Linked DNA regions of Sus scrofa: all the other regions are linked to region 3. A link is a contact called in public Hi-C and promoter capture Hi-C data. All regions are on one chromosome and are shown on one strand. The core of a region is the stretch at or near the end of the contact, and the rest is flanking DNA. Distances in the headings are between cores, read along the strand shown. Region 1 holds the start of RNF145 (RING finger protein 145). Region 2 holds the start of UBLCP1 (ubiquitin-like domain-containing CTD phosphatase 1). Region 3 holds the start of TTC1 (tetratricopeptide repeat protein 1).

Region 1 (4,778 bases), core at 1,286-3,785, 740 kb after region 3:
GCAGCTGCTGTAAAATCCAAAACTTAAAAAGACATGAGACTTTTTTCCTGCTTTTACAAGTCCAGAGTACTTATAGTGAGGGTTATAGGGCTTTGAACCTATTTTTCCCCCTTCTCTCTCAGAAGCTGAGGTAGGCTTCTCCTCCATTTAAACAAAACACATAAATTCAGTAACAGTGCTAAAGAAATATTTTTAAGATTCTGTAATTCACCCTAGAAGAATAAATAAATCCAGTTAGAATCTGTTTCGCGTTTGACTTCATCGTAATGTTTCTGGCCTTATGTTTTCTTGACTGAGTCAATATAAAAATTGTTAAAACAGGGAAGAAACCAAAGGAAAGGTCTTGCTATCTTGGGCAGTTTCCTATTTTAGTCATTAGTCATGTGGCCTCTGTAATTTCTCATTTACCAGGCTGTATAAAGAGACTCATAAAACTGCCTCCTTGGCATGTAGCAGGCTTAATGATTAAAGTAGTCTAAAGCACCAGGATGAAAAAAGGTGGCTATAGAGATATGAACACAATTCCCAGACATTTAAAAAACTTGATTCTATAGAGCTATCAAAATGGTGGAAGGGAAGTTACTCCGAATTTGATTGACTGATGCCTCCAAGAATTACACTTTCTAGATGCAGAGCTTGCATTTACAATTTTAGCAGGATAGGAAGGTTGCTCAGAATTGGGGTTTACCATTCAAAGTGCAGGGGCCATAGGCTTGAATTTCCAAGGAGGGTCCCCAACACAAATCTAACTGAAGGACCTAATTTCTCTTCCAACATGCAGAAGTTGAGGCTTTACAATTTCAGGATGATTCAGCTTAGTGGCAACATTTTACCCACTACTGAGTGTGTATCTTCTGTGTATGCAGGCATTGCCAACCTCAAACGCCAGACTGGTTTGGTTCTGGTAGCAGCAACTGACTTTCCAGAAACAAACCAAAGACAAAGCAAGAAACAGTGTAGAGGTTTTTTTTTTTTTTTTGGAAGGGGCTGGGACAAGGGAATTTGTGGAGAGTGGTGGTGAGGCTGGGAAGTAGAAAATCTGGGGATAAGGAGGCCTGCCAAAGCCCAGAAAACTGGCAAAATCCTTGATTCATTCTGAACCCAATGTGTTTCAGGGTTTGTACTGTGGTTAAATGGGGGAACAAGGTGTGCTGACATTTAAATTAAGGTAGAAATGCTGATCAGTGGTAGTGACTTAGGCAGAACAAATGATTTCCTTACCTTGGGAAGGGGGTGTGTACAATAACCTGTTTTGAACCTTGGACTGAAAGATAAGACAAACACATACCGTTTAATTTCATGCTACAGTAAACATTTTTTGTACAGATTCTTTAAACCAGGGGTTGGAATTTTTAAATTGAAAATACTCAGTGAACAGTTCTCAGTCATTTCTTTATATATCCACTCACTTATTCAACAGAAGCTTATGGAGCGCCTATTCTGTGCTACGCACGGCTGGCCGAGCCATCACAGAAGTGGTCCCTGAGGCCAAGGAGTTGACAGTCTAGACCAGTCAGTATAGGAGTTAAATAAAACTCTGGCATCATTGCTACTGCGGTTGCCTTCGGTGAGGATCAGCTCCTCCAATTCTCCCACGTGGTCCCTGCAGGTAAGTGTGGGTGTGAACGCGTGTGACTCCCGGTGTTTGGGGAGTGTGAGAGGGCACGTGTGTCAGAATGGCGCGTGTCACAGTGCGCGTGCTGGTGTCCGCGTGGTACGCGTCTCCATAGCGGCCCAGACCGGCTGTGCGGCTTCGGGAGGCTTGTGTCGCCCGCCTACGTACCGGAGGCGGCCCGGGAACCACCCCTCCAGCGCGATTGTGAGTGAGCGCGGGAGCACGCGTGCGCAGCCGTGCAGGACGGGGGAGGGGCGCGCCGCCCTGGCAGGGGCGCGCGCAGGCGCACAGCGCGGCAGCCGGGCCACGGCCGCCGCAGAGCGCCGGGGGCGGGAGGAGTGAACCAAGGAGGCCATGGCCGCCGCCGGCTGCTGAGGAGCTCGGCCCGCGAGCGCCTGCCGCCGCGGACGATGGTGACCACACGGGTCGGGTCGCTGCCGCCGCCGCTGCCGCCGCCTCCCAAAACGCAGCATCTAAGGCCCGGCGTGGAGGAGCCGCCGCTGTGAGCCGCGCCGTCCCGGTCCCCGCCGCTGCCGCCCGAGGAGAACGGGAGGGTCGGCGAGAGAGCCGGGGAATTGCGGAGCCCGTCCGTTCGCCGCGGTGCTGCCCCGCAGGGAGGGAGGCCGCAGCCCGAGGTGACTGAGCCGTCCGCGCCGGCCCGCCCCTTCCCATCCCCGCGCCCCTGTCGGCATCCCACATCTTCTGTTCCCCTCTCCCTTCCCCCATGCCGTGGCCCGTTCTGTCCTCTTCTTCCCCTTTGCCCCTTCCCCCCTTGCCCCCTCCTCTTTTCCCAGCGGCGGCGGCGGCGGCGTCCACAGCCCCTCTTAACCCGCAGCGCCCCCTCCCTCCCAACCGCCAGCCCCGCCCGCGGTCCTCCTGCGCCCCCCCCCCCCCACCCGCTTCGGCTCTCTCCGACTCTGCCCTCCTCTCCCGGGGCGGGCTCAGCCCCCTTCCCAGCTCTCGGGCCTTGTCCGCCGCCTCTCCACTCCTCCACCTTCCTGGAGCGATCCCTCATCTCCTCCGGCATTCCTAAGGTGCCCTCACTTAGCGCGCTCCTCCTTCGCCTCCCCAGTACCCCATTTCGGGGCCTTTTCTAAACCCCTTCCTGAGCGTCCCCTTTCTTTGCCCCTTTCCAGCTCTTTTCCTCCAGTCCCAACTTCGAACTTTTCCTCTTTTGCGTCTTTGTCCACTTTGCTTCCAAGCTTCCCCCCTCTTTCCTTTTTCCCTACTCTTTTTTGGTTTACGGAGCCCCAAACTCAGCTTCCGCCCTTTCCTTGGGTTTGAGGTTGTTTAGGGGTGCGGAAAGGCCTGCCAACTCATTCGTCGAATGGGGACCCATTTACTGTGCATCCCATCTGTCAGTCCTTTTTCTTTCTTTTTTTTTTTTACAGTAAGAGCTCTCTCACCCCTTCCTTTTTTTCACCATCGCTTCGTGTCTCGTTTGCCTTCCTTCCCTTCTGCATCCCCCTCTACTCTTGCTTTTTCCCAACCGAGAACCCTGAGATCCTTGCCGCTCCCTTCATGAATGAGTCTCCTTTCTGTTCATGGATGAAGAACTTTGCCCGCCTCTTTCTTCAGAAGCTTTTTGGTGCGTGGCATGGCGGAGCCAGCACCCTTGGCCAGACAGAAGGGGAGCTCCCTGGCACGGGCCTCTCTCCTGGCAGAGTTTTTGTGAACGTAATCCCCTAGCCCCGCGGCGGCAGCGGCCCGGCTGCTGCTGCGTTGCCTGCTTTGCAGCGAGCTGGGTTGGGGTTACTATAGTTCAAACGCAACTGAGATCAGCAGGCGTCGGGGGGGGGGGCGGGGGAGGAGGTTCTGGGAGAGAGGAAGGGGGCTTTGCTGTGGGAAGGCATCAAAGATTAATGGATGGCTTTGCATTGCAGTGTGCAGTAAACAGGAAACTAGTTTGAAAGCAGAGGAGAGGCATTTTTTTTCCTCCAAATTTTTAAAAATACGGACTGTGCAGTTCTAGTGAATCTTGAATCCTGCCCAAAAGATGAGCTGTCTATGCTGCAGTGGTGACCCAGGCTGAACGCCCAATGGCAGAGATAGCAGTTTTTATTTCCTCTGTCTGGCTGCTTAAGTCTAAACATGGCCCTTGTATTCAGAGTGGACTCCCTATCTTTGCTGATTTGGGGATAACCAGCAACCACCGAATTGCTAGTAGTTTTTGTGGAAATCAGGTACTTACAAAGTTAGCTAGCAATGAGTGGGAGTGGGGGAGCACCAGCTATATTTAAAACGTGTTCCGATGCTTATGTAAGAAGTGTGTTCTTCTCCCGGGTATCTCAATTTTTGGATGAGTTTGCTTATGATTTTAGGCTTTACCTCTGCCCAGTAACATTTTCAGGGCTTACCATCCTAACATATGGACAATCAGAAAATCTGTCTTTCTTAAGATTGGCTTTAGCTGATGGTAGTTTTTTTCTTTTCCCAGATTGGATTGGACAGAGGGATGCAATTGATGGTAAATGATAGTTTTTGTTTTTCTTGTGGGGAGGTAAAAAGGTGTCAAATACTTTCTAAATATTGTACTGGAATAATTTTAAATTGGGCTCTATGGCATTCTTATTTTTGTTGTATATTGGAGATGTGAATTCTCTTCATTTTTTGGTAAGGTAACATTTTCCTTTTCTGTTTCTTATTTGACAGTTCTTCAGCAGATGAGAAGAGGAAGAGCTATGACTTTAAAAACTTAAATTTTTCATATTGTTCAGGATGATTTGTTTGATATCTTTATATTCAAAACCAAAATGTAGTGTTTTCAGGAAAGTGTAGAATGAGGCCCCCCCTGTGTTTGCTAACCCAGAAACATGAATGGTGAATTGTGTTATACTTGTACAGGACATTCTTGTGTCCGTAAGTAGCAATTTGCTGCTTCCAAGCCTGGGAAAGTCATTTAATTAAATGGTGTGATCCTGTTTTTGGTTAGCTTTTGTTGAGCCTTTTTATCCGTTATTGAAAAGAAAGTATGGATTTTTTTTTTTTTTAAGCTCTTTTACTTTGTAAAGCATCTTTAACTTTGAGTCACATTTAGTTTCCATTACTTGCTGAGACAGTTTGCCCTAGTGTAACTTTCCTAGTAGTTTAAACATTTCAAGGAGGAGATTTAAAAATCTTGCATGGGAGGTAAAGTATATGTGAGTGAACAAGGCAGGAAATA
Region 2 (4,819 bases), core at 835-3,334, 690 kb after region 3:
GCAACCAGCACTAATACAGTATGTCCTTTTGGGGAGAGCAGAATATTTGAAGTGAGATCACTTGAACTCCAGGTGAGTGTGTATAAGTCTTTGCACCTCTAGACAGTGTTCTCAAAGCGTGGTCTCCAGACCAACCAATAATAGGACCCAACTTGGTAACTTGTGAAAAATATAACTGGTCTGGAAAGATGAGACCTAGCAATCTGTGTTTTAGCAAATCCCAGTCCTCACCTCCCCCCACCTCTGAGGAACCCTAAAGTCTGAGAGCCAGTGCTCCAGATTCTTCAATTTTCTCAGCCTTAAAAAAGAAAATGCAGATGGCTTGGGCTCTATATGCTTAGTAAAGCAGTATACAAATGTTGTGCATCACCTATGCCCCAAGCAAGAATTCCCAATTGGCAACTGTCCTAAAGAACCAAGCACAACAAAACAAACACCGGAAAAACTTTTAATACATAAAGTCCTTAAAACTGTTTTTCAAAGTTTCTGAACTTCATTCCTTCAATATTCAGATCATTCACAACAATGAAGCAACACACTGCAAACGCACGAGTCATTTTATGTTTTCACATTTAGCCTTCTTTCTTACACAATTCTAATGCTTTGTATCACCTTGGACCCTCTTAGATTTATTAACTGAAAAATGACTTGGGGGTGGGGGTGGCAATCAAATGCAAAGGAGTAAGCAAGAAGCACTCCTTTACGGTGTACCTCTCAACAGTTAAGAATGGCTGTTTGGGTAAATTCTCCTAACAAACATACAGTGGTAACTTTCTCTAGTCAAGGCAGGAATTTTTACTTGACAAGAATACTGTTAGGGCATGAGGTAACAGCCGTGACAGCACTATGTAGACTGTAAAAAGCAATATGAATGGCGGTGATGATAGAAAAGTAACATGCTCAACAAATTAATTGAATCATCTCATTTAATCTTCACAATCTAAACTGACAACTAGTGTCTTCGTTACGCAGATCAGAAAACCGAAAAAGGAGAAAAACAACTTGCCAGAGACCATACAACTAAAAAGTAGCAAAGGTTGTTAACTTGAAAATAACAGCAGCAAAAGTTAACACCTTAGGAATTGAGATAAGGGAGTTAACTTTTCAACTTGCCTACTTAAAAGGTAACTATTAAAGTACTGTCAACTCCCAACTCGAGACAGCACAGCAGCAGCAACTGCGAGGGAGTGGAGAGGCAAGAGCTTCGGGAAGTAACTGGTGGGACAGCATAAAAAGGAGGTAGAGGAGTTCCCGCTGTGACACAACAGGATTAGCGCCTTGGTAGCGCTGGGGCGCAGGTTCTATTCCCGGTCCGACCCAGTGGGTTGGGGATCCCGAGTTGCGGTAGCTGAGGCTTAGGTCATGTCGGTGGCTCGGATATGTCGCCGGGCGGCCCAAAAAAGGGAGCGGGGGAGTAGAGATGCCCCCAGCCGAAGAGGGCCAGGATGCGTTCCACAGGTAGGAGAAGAGATGGGCAAACCCCAGAAGAGAAACGAGGGAGAAATGAGGTTTGGGGACGCAAAACCCACTGAGTCCTCCACACAGTCGAGGAGGCCGGATGCGAGGGCGGCAGCCCTAGTGCTGAGCCGGCGGAGGTTGGAGGCCTGGGCCGCGAACCAGGGCAGACGCGGACGGGGCACCCACAAGCAGCTCCAGCCTGCACGCCGGGCGGAAGCAGAGGAGACGTCAAGGGGACAGCAAAGCTGCGGTCCCCTAGCCCAACGGTGTCTCCGCGGCCAGCGCGCCGCTACACTCCTCTTCCCCTCACCTGGAACAGCGGACGCAGGATCCCCGGCAACAGCGGACGCAGGATCCGACCGCAGCGGAACCCCAGACGACCGGAAGTGAGAGGCGAGGACCGGAACCGGTTAACGAACCGGAAGTTAGGCTTTTAAACGGAAGCGCGCGGGGGACGGGAGTGCTGTTTCCCTTGTTTCTCTTTGGGTAGTGATGCTGCATAGCCCCTGCTTCATAGAGACGTCGTCGCCGAGACTAGGGGACCAGGCCTTTACGAGAGTGTGGCCGCTGTGCAGATGCCTGCGATCCCACGGCGGTGGCGGCCCTCACCTGTTCTGCGCATGCGTCCCACTCGCGGGCTCTGAGGCGGGCGGAGGTTGGAGGGCTGGGCTATGACGTCTCTGGTATTGTTTCGCCGAAGTCGGAGCTGGGACGGAGTCGCTTCGCCGGCTTCCCCGGTTATTCTTGAGATCTTCGCGGGACTCAAGCCTAGGACTCCTGTGGCTTTGTTATGTTCCGAATGAGGTCTGAAAGGTGACGTTTGAGGACTGTAAACTTGAGAACTCTTCCTGGCCCCCGGGGCCACCAACACCAGTAATTCTACCCATTTTTCCCAATGTAAAGGGAAACAGATTCCTCAAGAAAGGGAAGGGGCAAGCCCAAGTCTTGGAAGACAAGAAAGCAAATCTGATTTTGAGAGCTGCCGTCGAGGTTACTGTAGTACTGTATCCACCCGCCCCTTCAATCTTCCCTCAGAATGTTAATTACAAACCTTGACAAAAGAATTCCAGACTTCAGTGGATTTTTGGAGCAGCCCTTAGCTGGTATTTATAGCGAACTCTCAATGTGCATCACTTTATGTTAGGAAAAAAAAATTGCCCACCAGATTGTTGTGGCGCCAAACAAAACTTGGGTTTGAGGAAGGTAAAAATAATATTGGCACCAAGTATGCACCAGTCCTTAAATTACTTGTATATTTCTTTCTTGGCAGCGATTGTAACTGATCCATGATTCCCTTTGGCTGCCGTGGAAAGTAAGCAAAGAGCCAGGTTTTATGTCTTAGCAGTTTTTTAGTTAAGACATGTAAACTACTTTGCGTTTTCCTTTACTTTTGTGGTAATTTTTACTTCACTAGTATGAGTGTGCTCATTTTTAAAAATGAAACATTTTCAGCAAAAAGCATTACCTCTTTCCTCCAAAAAATAGGGAAGGGAAAACCCCACGTTAAAAGAGTTTGTACAAAAGTCATACATTAGCAATCCAGCCAAAGAGATGGTCAAAAGGCGAGGAACTGGACTCCAGAATGAATTATAATCTTTCAATCCAATCTTTTTTTATTTGTTCCAATGCCAAGCAGCTTCTTGACCACTTCATATTTTTGCAGTGGTGGTTAAAGAAGCTTGTTTCCTCTCCCCACCCCCAGGGGACGGGCCCAAGCCTGCCGCTTGTAGAAGTTCCTAGGCGGCAAATCCAACCTTGCCACAACAGAAACCCGTGCTGCTGCCGTGACAACTGAGAAGCTTGTTTTTCTTAATATTACAGTGAGCTAAAACATTTTTAAGGCTTTACTAATTCTAAGCAACAGGATCCATAAGGAGGTTCTTTTTAATCATGGAATAGCTTTGTACAAATGGTCTGATAAGTCTGGTATTACTAAAGTAAATAATTTAATAATTACAAATCATCTAACCAAGTGTTGAACAGTAGTATTTCTCAGAAAATAATGGTAGTGGAGTATTGTAGTCAAATGGTCCATTTAACAGATGATTTTAAGTTATGCCCATATCTCAATTCCTCCAAGTCCATTTATCTTTAGCTAAACATTCATTATATCAAAGATAATGTTGAGAAAACACTTCAAGTCGATTGAAAGCTATCATTTGAAGAAAAGAACTGGACTCTTGGTAACTAGCAATGAATATAAAGTGGACTTTAGGAGTTCCCATTGTGGCTCACTGGAAACAAATCTGACTAGGATCCACGAGGATGAGGGCGAAGCTTCAATCCCTGGCCTCGCTCGGTGAGTTAAGGATCTGGCATTGGCGTGAGTTGTGGTGTAAGTTGCAGACATGTCTCTGATCCTGCATTGCTGTGGCTATGATATAGGCCAGCAGCTACAGCTTTGATTCAACCCCTAGCCTGGGAACCTCTGTGTGCTCAAAGGCAGGCCTAAAAAGCAAAAAAAAAAAAAAAAAAAAAGTGGACTTTAAAAAGCACTCACAGCAACTCACAACTGCCTATAAGAAGAGAAAAATTTGATGTCTGCATCTTGTTGCTCACTAGAGCCAACCTTCTTTTTTTTTTTTTTTTTTGTCTTTTGTCCTTTTAGGGCTGCACCTGAGGCATATGGAGGTTCCCAGGCTAAGGCTCTAATCTGAGCTGTAGCCACTGGTTTACACCACATCAAGGTGGGATCCGAGCCTCAGCTTCGACCTAAACCACAGCTCATGGCAATGCCAGATACTTAACCCACTGAGCAAGGCCAGGGATCAAACCCGAAACCTCACAGTTCTTAGTCGGATTCATTAACCACTGAGCCACGACGGGAACTCCCCTAGAGCCTCCCTTCTTAATGTGTGGAGGTTGATATACTTGTGCCTCATACTCCTCTGCAGCCACTAAAAGTGCCTGGGAATTCCTTGGTAATGTTTTGATAGGTTGTCACATCTAAGGGATTAAAAGAATTGTGGAGCAATTTCACCAAGTCAAATGATAAACTGCTGACGTCACTGTGACCATGTTTGCATTGAAAGACAGAAGGACATTCCTGCACCCCAGCCAGAAATCTACCACCACCCTGCTTGTTTCTCCATCTTCCCCTGACCTGTTTTCTTCCATCCCTTTTCTCTCTCAGGCCACTTTCTTCCTCTCCTTCCAGTTGAAAAACAGTCCTCTTTCTAATTTTTTTTTTCTTTTAGTACACTGTGGCACTTTGTTTCTCTCTTCTACTGTTTTTCCCCCCTTTCCCCTGTGACTGCAATCAGTGAGCTGAAAATGGTTAGAATCTGCCCCATAGAATAGACTCTACAGGCCCTTAACTCACCCTGGCAAATGTACTCCTGCCTTTCTGTGTTCAACCTGC
Region 3 (4,408 bases), core at 982-3,481:
TTTTATTACAGCATCTGCTTTGTAGGAAAACAGCTGTTTTTGTTATTAAATTCTACATTATACTTTGGCTTGGAAATCAAAGAAATCCAGCTTTGAAGGTTAGTTCTGCCATTTATTAGATATGTGATTCCAGGCAAGCTGCTATACTATTCTTAGCTGTTCTCTTACAGAATGCTAACAGTATGCATATCATAGGTATGTCCTAAGGATTAAATGAAAACACAAGTAACAATTTTCCCTCTCATTTTATGGATAAAATGTGGATCCGGTGTTGGTGTAGGTGGGCAGCTGCAGCTCAGATTCAATGAGTGACCCAGAACTTCTGTATTCGGTAGAAGAGGCCATTAAAAAAAAAAAAACAAAAACAAAAGGAAGCTAGACAACATAGCAAATCATGCACAATAAATGTAATATATACCTTTTTCTCCTCATCTGGCATGTTTTTTTCCAGTTCTATTAGGTATTCTTCATCTAGTTCAGAGGAATTCACATCATCATCAGATTTGTTCTCAACCTTGTTGGGTCCTGGCTCCTCCTCAAATGAGGCACTAGAGTCATGAAAGCACTCCTCTTCTTCCTGGTCTTCCTGGGGACGAGCCTCAACATCCTTGTGCAGCTTGCTCTGGGTATGGTCATCTTTGGCATTAGCAACTGGAGGGCTAACACATTCTGCTTCGTGGGTATCTGTAACTTTCAAACCATTGAACATATCCTCTGAAACCATACAGTTTTCTGACTTCTCTCCCATGCTCAATCGTGAAGGAGGTGAAGCTCAAACTCTGGGAAAGAGAAAACATGTTAGGTAATGGTTATTTATCTACCTATCAAATGCTAACCATCACATCTGAACAAATTCCTGCATCAAAGCCCAAATTGTACCCTAACATCTTTTCATTGAAATTCATTCATTTATGTATTCACATATAAAGGATATCATAAGTCCATAAACAATGTCAAATGTAATTTTAACCGATACTTTTCAGAACTTTTTTTTTTTTTTTTTGCTTTTTAGGGCCACATCTGTAGCACATAGAAGGTCCTAGGCTAGGGGTCAAATAGGGGCTGTAGCCACTGGCCTACACCACAGCCACAGTAATGCCAGATCCTAGCCACCTCTGGGACCTACCCCACTGCTCACAGCAACGCAGGATCCTAAACCCACTGAGCAAGGCCAGGGATCCAGCCTGCATCCTCATGGATACTAGTTGGGTTCGTTAGCCGCTGAGCCACAATGGGAACTCCCCAGCACTTCTCATAAGCAACAAGATAAAACCTATTTAAACGTGACTCTTCCACTTTCCACTTCTTCCAGTTTGTCCCAGTAGCAAAAAAGTAGGCAGAAGTGAAAACAATGGCAAGAAAAATGAAGAGTCCCTAACCTTTATTCAGAATAAACAGCAGGTTGTAAATAAGAAACTATGGCCTGTCTTTCCAGCACCACCACACGAATTACCAAAAGAGTAATTATCAATTTCACCCAAATGTGTGTGGTAGAGCCGAGGCAGGTTAGAGTGGAAGGGGAGCCCTGGCTCAGGTGGCCCTAATCAGGATTCTCAAGGGGGTCAGAATCAGCCACTAAAAGCGTGGTTCTCAACCCTGGCTGCACAACATTAACACTTTGGACGCTTTACAAGAACGAGTGCTCACTATCTTACACTCTACAGATTCTGATTTACTGGTCTGGTGTGGAGCCAGGGCATCTGTATTTTTAAAAAGGCATCTCAGGTGATTCTCACGTGCAGCCAATTGAGAACCACTGCTGCAGAAGCTGAGTCAGACTGTCACCAGCCCCGCCCCTCCGGTCGCAACAAATTCACGCCAACGACCCTTGCTTGTGTTGCGACAATAGCCCGAATTCCCTCCAGCACGTCTCAAGAAAACTTAAAACAACACGATTTTAATAAGGAGACTTGCCTCCACAGCAACGTTTTGTTTCTCTGCGCTCCCAGGTGGAGTGGAAAAACGCAGGAGGTTGAGGCCCCAGGGTTAAAGACGGGCCACCCCACGCTCCCCAAGGATTCGTACCCTAGCTGTGTCCCTAAACCTGAAGAGAAGACACCTAGGCGGCTACTTACTGCTTCACAGCTCCTAGCGTCCTCACCTTCCCAGCTTGAGATCCTCTTCTTCCGCTCAGTCAAGGGCTCTTCCGTCGGCGCCAATAGCGTCGCTGTTCGCAAAGCGTCCTGGGAAATGTAGTAAAACCTCCAGGAGAGAGGGCGTATCTGTCCCTGTGTGACGTCATTGTACGACCTGAAGTATAAGAGACGGTTGCCATCTTGAGTTACGGCTAGTCTCCGTGTAACTCAGCGTCGGAGGGAAAAAGAAAAAGAGAAAGGCTGTTTCTGTGCTGTTCCTTTTACACCTTGGCTCTGACCTTTCTCATGCTGCCTGTGCTGTGTACAGAGGAATCCTGAAGCTTTACTTGTCCAAAAGTAAAGTTTTCGATCGAATGGTTCTCGCAGTGTGCATTTTAAGGGCTTCACTGCTAGATCAACAGTGTTGATAATAATAAGTTGTTATCTGCCTTTCCATGTTCTTTCCCGCATGAATGTTCAGTGGATTTTCCAGAGGCTTTGTGTCCTGTGATAGCGCAATGGATTGAATACAGAAGGAGTGATAAAAATTCAGATGTCTTCTATTCAGCCAGAGATTTGCAAAAAGGTAAAACACCACCATATATATATATATATATATACACATATGTATATATATGTATATGTGTATATATGTATGTATATATATATATGTATATGTATATATAGTTTTGGAAAACATAATTATCATCTATAAAAGGATTATTTGTGTTAGCATGTAATGGGTGTATTGTTATCCTAAGTGAATTAATAAATTAATATTACAATTTTTTCAGTTCTTACACAGTAACCCACATAAACAAAAGCTTTTTATGGTCCTTCATAATATTTGAGAATGTTAAGTGGCCCTGAAACCAAAAGCAAACTGTTGGCCTACATAGTCATTCAGAAAACGTTACTGAATGTTTATTAGACCCCAAGCAATGGAGTTCCCATTGTGGCACAGCGGAAGCAATCTGACTAGTAGCCATGAAGATGCCGGTTAGATCTCTGGCTTCACTCAGTAGGTGGGGATCCGGCATTGCCCTGAATTGTGGTGTCTGTTGCAGACTCAGCTGGGATCCCGCGTTGCTGTGGCTGTGGTGTAGGCTGGCAGCTATAGCTCTGATTCGACCCTTAGTCTGGGAACTTCCCATATGCTGTGGGTGCAGCCCTAAAAAGCAACAACAACAAAAAGGCAAAACAAACAAACAAAAACAAAAACCTGTGTATATATGTGTGTGTCAATTTTGGAGACTTTTTAATATTTCTTAATTTTTAAAATACAGCAGGAACTTCAAAAAAGTGTTTAGATTTTAAGACCTTTAAGAAGTCCTGTTAATAAATTCTGGTGTGATAGAAAGGCTGTAAATTTTAGAACAAACTAAGTAAATAAATAAAATAAATGCATTATAGCGTCAGCTCTTTAATTTTAATTTTTTAGGGCCGCACCTACAGTATATGGAGAGTCCCAGGCTAAGGGTCGAATCAGAGCTGAAGCCGCTGGCTTATGCCACAGCCACAGCAATATGGGGCCTGAGCCGAGTCTGCGACCTATAGCACAGCTCACAGCAATGCTGGATCCTTAACTCACCAAGTGAGGCCAGGGATCAAATCTGCATCCTCATGGATACTAGTCAGATTTGTTTCCGCTGAGCCAGGACTGAAACTCCAGTGTCAGCTTTTTTACTTTACTAGCTGTCCAACTTTGGATGGTAATTCTAATAGCTAACCTTCATTGATTATGTGCTTATTAGGTACTACATGTCATGAAAAAAGCTTTAGGTGGATTATTTGATTATTGGAATTCTAATTCTGGCTCCATCATTTGACTACCTGTATTACTTTGGAGCAAATTAATTAGTGCTTCTAAGCTTAATATATAAATTTATCTCATATGCAAAAATTGGATAACACTGGATCCTCCCACTTAAGTTTTTGGCAGAGAGAAATGAGAAAATCTAGAAGACAAGGACCACAGGCCTAGGCACATGATGTTTCATGAATGTTAAAGACAATACGTGACAGGCCTTGTGACAACAGCTGGAGACAAGAGACCTAATATGAAACAGTCCCATCCGTAAGAAGTCAGGGGTGGGGGAAGGGGGGAGAGGGGGGAATAAAGGCACTGCTGAGCCCCAAAGAATAAGCAATCCACTCTTTTCTTTCTATATCAAGAAGACCAACATCCAGTTGGGCCAGTTTGGTAGATCTTTACTAATAAGACATTTGAGTTAGGCTGCTGAAAGAGGAATAATTCATTAAGAGGACAAAAACAGGAGAGGCTGAAGGACATCAAAAAAATATTTTTAGAGATGCAAGCCAACCAATCAATT

The links. Promoter capture Hi-C pulls out the DNA fragments that hold promoters and counts their contacts. Hi-C and Micro-C count contacts between places; a contact is called where the count stands out from the background.
Region 1: a contact with region 3 is called in a promoter capture Hi-C map of liver, with 2.9 times the contacts expected there. The contact joins the promoter of RNF145 here to the promoter of TTC1 in region 3. A contact is called at or near these places in 1 of 5 promoter capture datasets (liver), 1 of 47 Hi-C or Micro-C datasets (skeletal muscle) and 1 of 2 datasets of contacts at active chromatin or transcription factors (alveolar macrophages).
Region 2: a contact with region 3 is called in a Hi-C map of liver, with 10 times the contacts expected there. The contact joins the promoter of UBLCP1 here to the promoter of TTC1 in region 3. A contact is called at or near these places in 1 of 5 promoter capture datasets (liver), 3 of 47 Hi-C or Micro-C datasets (heart right ventricle and liver) and 2 of 2 datasets of contacts at active chromatin or transcription factors (alveolar macrophages and skeletal muscle).

The regions. Positions count from the first base shown.
Region 1 is chr16:64,249,237-64,254,014 of Sscrofa11.1, forward strand. RNF145 (RING finger protein 145) reads left to right here and starts at 2,536. Exons shown (of 11, transcript XM_021077056.1): 1 at 2,536-2,649. LOC102162058 reads left to right here and starts at 1,677. Exons shown (of 4, transcript XM_021076824.1): 1 at 1,677-1,714; 2 at 1,850-2,250; 3 at 4,053-4,082; 4 at 4,268-4,778. The coding sequence starts at 1,677. The coding sequence ends at 4,314.
Region 2 is chr16:64,203,600-64,208,418 of Sscrofa11.1, forward strand. It overlaps UBLCP1 (ubiquitin-like domain-containing CTD phosphatase 1), which reads right to left and starts at 2,085. Exons shown (of 11, transcript XM_003134100.4): 1 at 1,769-2,085.
Region 3 is chr16:63,513,286-63,517,693 of Sscrofa11.1, forward strand. TTC1 (tetratricopeptide repeat protein 1) reads right to left here and starts at 2,232. Exons shown (of 8, transcript XM_005672575.3): 1 at 2,102-2,232; 2 at 419-779. The coding sequence starts at 748.